Regions from separate parts of the Sus scrofa genome. Here region 2 is linked to region 1. A link is a contact called in public Hi-C data. All regions are on one chromosome and are shown on one strand. The core of a region is the stretch at or near the end of the contact, and the rest is flanking DNA. Distances in the headings are between cores, read along the strand shown. Region 1 holds the start of ASXL1 (putative Polycomb group protein ASXL1). Region 2 holds the start of MAPRE1 (microtubule associated protein RP/EB family member 1).

What was found. Hi-C and Micro-C count contacts between places; a contact is called where the count stands out from the background.
Region 2: a contact with region 1 is called in a Hi-C map of heart right ventricle, with 3 times the contacts expected there. The contact joins the promoter of MAPRE1 here to the promoter of ASXL1 in region 1. A contact is called at or near these places in 1 of 47 Hi-C or Micro-C datasets (heart right ventricle) and 1 of 2 datasets of contacts at active chromatin or transcription factors (alveolar macrophages).

What each region holds. Positions count from the first base shown.
Region 1 is chr17:35,984,548-35,987,247 of Sscrofa11.1, forward strand. ASXL1 (putative Polycomb group protein ASXL1) reads left to right here and starts at 1,431. Exons shown (of 12, transcript XM_021077427.1): 1 at 1,431-1,557. The coding sequence starts at 1,501.
Region 2 is chr17:36,389,443-36,392,142 of Sscrofa11.1, forward strand. It overlaps MAPRE1 (microtubule associated protein RP/EB family member 1), which reads left to right and starts at 1,327. Exons shown (of 7, transcript NM_001044613.1): 1 at 1,327-1,400.

The DNA.
Region 1 (2,700 bases), core at 181-2,680:
AACACTAGCTCTATGCCAGGAGCCAAATTATATATACCCATTCACACCCTCTTCCAACATGCCAGGTGTTTTATGTTGATTTTAATCTCAATAATGCTGTTAGGTATTACGCTGATAACCTGGACTGGCTGGTCTAGGTCCGTTTGACCCCAGGTTCTGTGTTCTCTCCAGGGTACTGCCTCAAAAAAGGCCTCAGGTGCATTCTGGAAAGTATGGCCCCTAAGTCCAAGTTCTTTACACCACCCATATCACCAAGTTCACTAGGTGGTAAGAACACTGTGGGCTGGGGTGCAGCTTCTGCAAATACAGCTTCTGCAAACACAAAGCGGCATGAAAGCACAGGAGGAAATGGGAAACTGTCTAGGTCCCTCAATCATGAAATAACCGTTTTACTGGTATGAGTTTCTTTTTGTCTCATTATTATGCGGCAGTGAGTCATTTAGCGGAGGACCAAAAGGGAAAGTCCTGTCACTTGTCACCTACAAGAAGTGTCCGTGAGAATCGCTTAGGCGGAGAAAGGCACTAAGTGGGGGGTGGGGGTTGAGCTACCAGTTGTCAATCCCCACCCTTAACAGCGCGACGGCCCGCAAGAGAGAAGCGCAGAAGGGGTTAAACCTAGCACGGTGGAGGTGGTGTGGTGGGGATCCAGCCACCGCCCCTTCCCAGCATTACCTCCCATAATGCTTCAGGCCCCCATCCAGTTCCCGCACCTCGCGAGACTCCACCCAGCCCCTTCCCCGAAAGACTGTCTTTCCCCCTTCCTCACCGAGCTCTGCGCGGGGCGGAGGAAAGGAGGGGAGGGCGGAAAAGACGGGCCGCTGGGATCGCCGGGAAGTGTGGTCCGAAGGTTGCAAGCAGCCATATTCTTCCGGAGCGGGAGAGGCCAGACAGGCAGCCTGGACTACGACTCCCAGCCACCTTTTCGGTTTGTTTTTGTTCAAAAAAAAAAAAAAAAAAAAAACCCCACAGTCCCCCTCCTCACTCTTCACACACACTCACACACACCCACAGCAGACACGCATATACCCTGGCGCCGAAGGGAAAGCCGCGTCTCGCCTTCCTGCCCCGCCGCCAGTCTAGTCTTGGCCCCTCAGCAGAGCGGGAAAGCGGAGGCCAGAGCTGTGACCTCTGACCCCATGGTTATGCGGTGCCGCCGCATTCCTTAGCGATCGCGGGGCCACTGCTGCCGCCGCCTCCACCGCCACCGCCGCCGCGGGCGACTGACGCAGCGCGGGCGCGTGGAGCCGCCACCCCTCCCCCACCGCCGTCCTCGCGCCGGGTCTCGCGCCAGCCGGTCCCCAGCGCGCCCGCCCCTTCTCCCCGGCCGCACCCGAGTCCTCGCGCGCCGCCGCCGCCACGCGCCCCCCGCTGCTGCTGCCGCCGCCGCCGCCGCCGCCGCCGCCGCCCCAGCCCCGCGCCGCCGCCGCCGCCCTAGCCCACCCCGCCCGGAGGTCCCGCGTGGAGCCGCCGCCGCCGCCGCCGCCGCCGGGGAGGAGGAGGATGAAGGACAAACAGAAGAGGAAGAAGGAGCGCACGTGGGCCGAGGCCGCGCGCCTGGTGAGGCGGGCGGCAGAGGGGGGCTTGGTGGGGGGGCGTGTGGAGGGTGGGTTGGGCGGGCACCCCCCCACCGGGAGGGGGAGGGGTGAAAGCCCTGCCCACCGCAGGAGGGGGCGGGCCACTCGGGAACGGGACAGTCCCCCCCCAAGGCGTTCGGTGGGGAGAGGTCCCCCGCCGGGTCGGATGTGGCGCCTTTTTCTGCACGCTTCCCCCCCCCCCAAATTCCTGCGGAGGGGCGAGCTGGCTGGCCGGCTCCTCCCTCTCCGGGCGGCGGGGCCTCAGCCACCCCTCCCCCACTATTTGGCAGTATCTCGGGGGTCTGGGGAAGCTTCGTTTGTGCACCCGGGGGAGTTAGGTTTCCGGGAAAGGTCGGAAGCTCCTCCCTCGCTTCCTGGTGGGCAGTGGGGTAGTGCGTTTGACTCCGGGGGTGGGAAAGAGCCCCCAGTTTCAAGGACGCGAGTGGCATTTTGAGATTTCGAAATCTAAACCAGGTGTGTGGAGGGAAACAAATGCTTACTCCCAGCTTGAACCCTGAGCTGTGGTTCTCAAACTTTAGTGTCCTGTGGGGACACCTGGGGAGGTTGTTAATGAATACTCATCTTAGGGTCCTACCTAAGACCTTTTGAGTCTTAGATTCTGAAGTAGAGCCTGAGTATGTTCATTTTAACCAGCTACCCAGGTTGGTTGTAATGCAGGTGGCCCACCGACCACACTTTGAGAACTGCTGACTGGACTTCATAAGTCTGGACATAGGCATTCTGCAGAGAACTAAGTACACTTTGCAAAGAATGTATCTGTGTGTTCTCTATTCCTTGTTGTCCTGGTGCATGTATACATGCAGTGTTGGACAAAGACTAAGTGTCTCTGAAGATACTGCTTACTGAGGACTTAGCAAAGGAGAGAGTAATTTGAGTATTTGGAGCTGTCTGGTGAGGGAGGTTGTGAATTTTCTGTTCTCAGTGTCACAAGACTTGCAAGTGAAATATCTTCCTTTTGGATTTGCACCCACAAAGCTAAGACACTTTGAGACATATTCTTATAAAATCTTGCTGATGACAGTAGTAACAGGTTATACTTGTCTCAGAAATGTCACTTTCTCAGAATTATCACAAAGCAGGGTTATAGTGCAGATGGCACACTTGT
Region 2 (2,700 bases), core at 77-2,576, 400 kb after region 1:
TTGAATATCTTTACTCATCCCTACTTTGTATCAATTCATTATACTGCTAATATACTACCATTGCTATAATAATTTGGTTCCAGGGCTCCTTTGCTGCTTCCTCTTGTTTGCCTTTTCCTACCCTAAGTCTTTTGCCAGATTAACATCTCACCTTTTAGGGCAAATGTTGTCTCTTGGAATCCTTCCTCACTGCTCTGATGAGGTCAGGTTTCCTCGTGCTGTACTCTTGGAGCACTGCAGACTGGAGAGACAACCCAGGAGTATGGGTGGTTAAAATAATGAAATGCCTCAGGCTGGTTCATAAATAGCTCCTGCCCCAGCTCTCCACCCCATTCTTCCCTGAACAATTTACCTACCCCCTCCCAGCCCCATCCCCTTCAGCAACAAATTGGGTGAGACCTGGCCCAGAAGGGGCCTCCAGGAACCTACTCCCTGAAATGCAGGTGTCATCACTCCAGCCATCTACTCCTGCCTAACACTAAGTCTGGTTTGTAATTAAACAGCGATTTGTGTAATTAGTTATGTGTTCTGCCTTCCCTGCCAGACTGGAGACTCAGAGGCTATGTCTGGCTCTTGCTCTTCACCAAATCCCTAGGGCTTGATTGATCAGGGAAAATAAATATTTGTTACACATGAATAAGTGATATTTCTACCAGAAAACCAGCTCGAAACCTGGATCAGCCTTTGTGATAATGGGGAGTTGACCTCTCCGACACTCAGTTTCCTCTTCTGTAAAATGGGTGTAATTCAACCAGCAAGTTCTCTACTAAGAACCCATGTATCAGGCTCAGGGACACAGTGAGGACAGGACCGAGTAGATCCTCGCTTCCGTGAAAGTCATGGAAAGGCAGACAATAAAGGCATAAACAAACAAGATGACCATGTGGAAAAAAGAAGGACGAGGTTCAGGTTCATTTTACATAGAATAGTCACAGAATGTGTCTCTGAGGTGACTTTTAAGTCTTTCCTCAAGGCGTCTATCAATTTACTTTTTTACCCAATAACCCGGTTTTCTAGAAATTCATTGTAAAAATTTTTTTTTGGCTACTGGGGTGGAGAATTTGTAACTGGATCCCGCCTTCTAGGCGGAGTCACACTGGTCCGAGGTGGGAATCTCATTGGTTGCGGTAGACCGCGCGGCTGCATTACCCAGCAGCCGGCGCCCCGCCCCTTGGGCACCTAAGCCGTCGATCAAGGATCAGGTTCCTCCCCCGACCGCGGCTTAGTCCCTTTCTATAAAAGGAGCAGCGGGCGATGACGAGCCTTTACGTCGGCGCGTAACGGGGGGGGTGCGTGTGAGGTCATCGCGCGGGTGAGCGGGCGGGGTCGGGCGGTTTGAACTAGACGAAGACGGAACCGGAGCCGGGTACGGACAGCGGACGTGGTCCCGCGGAGAGCCGGTGAGCCGGCTGGCGGGCACGGGGCGGCGGCCGGGGGGCGGTCGGGTGGGCCTGGGGCCAGGCAGGCGCAGGCCGGCCGTGCCGACAGCGACCGGGCCGCTCCCTCACGGGTGTGCGGTTCGGGCGGGGTGGGGGAAGGGCGGGGCCGTGACCCGGCGCGCGCGAGCTGGGCTGAGGGGCGCGCGCTCTCCGCACTGCCGCGGGGGGGCGGGGCCTCGGGCCGGAAGTGGGGGCTGCCTGTTGGCGGCGTGGGGGCTTATGGGCCGCGGCCGAGGCCGAGCGGTGGAACCTGGACTGCGGAGGCAAGAGGTTCCGGGGTGGCCGGAGCGGGAAGAGCGCGTGTATGTGGTTGATGTGGGTCCTGCTGGCATCTCTGAGGACCTTCATTGTAGGAAACGGTGCTATTTGAGGGTTAAGAGTTCAGGTTTTGGGTTCAAACCTGTGTTGAATTCCCTGCTGTGCTACCTTGAGCAGGTGCTGTAACCTTCCGGGCCTCAGGTTTCCTCATCTGTAAAACGGGGAGGAGAGAGAGAGTCCTATATCAGAAAGCTCTTGTGGCGGTGCCTTCGGAAGCCAGCTCATTGGACTTCTTGCTTTCTTCGTGTGTATTTGTTGGACGTCCACTAGGTGCTAGGCACTGTGATAAGCGCTGGCTATTCACCCAGGAGCAGGCGAGCAAAGGCTTGCTTTCCAGGCTTCCACATTATGGTGGGAAGATAGTAAATAAGAAAATTAATACACGGAAAAGATAATTTCATATGATTACTGGGAAGAGTGTGACAGGGTGATATGAGTGTAACAGCTTTTCCAGCCCCTTTCGTAGCTGACCTGGAGTGCTTCAGGACAGAGCTTGGCCTCTTCCCCATTTTGGGAATGGGGGAATGAGAATCCTTTTTTTTTTTTGCCTCACTGGAGGCCTGTGGAATTTCCCGGGACTGGGATTGATTCCACGCCGTGGTTTCGACCTGCACCTCAGCTGGGGCAACCCCAATCCTTAACTCTGCAAGGGGACTTCCAGGAATGAGAATTTTTTTTTTTTGTCTTTTTGCCTTTTCTAGGGCGGTACCCACGGCATATGGAGGTTCCCAGGCTAGGGGTCTAATCGGAGCTACAGCTGCCAGCCTACACCACGGTCATAGCAACTTGGGATCCAAGCTATGTCTGCGACCTACACCACAGCTCACTGCAACGCGGGATCCTTAACCCACTGAGCAAGGCCAGGGATTGAACCTGCAATCTCATGGTTCCTAGTCGGATTGTTAACCACTGAGCCACGGGAACTCCAAGAGAATCTTGAAGA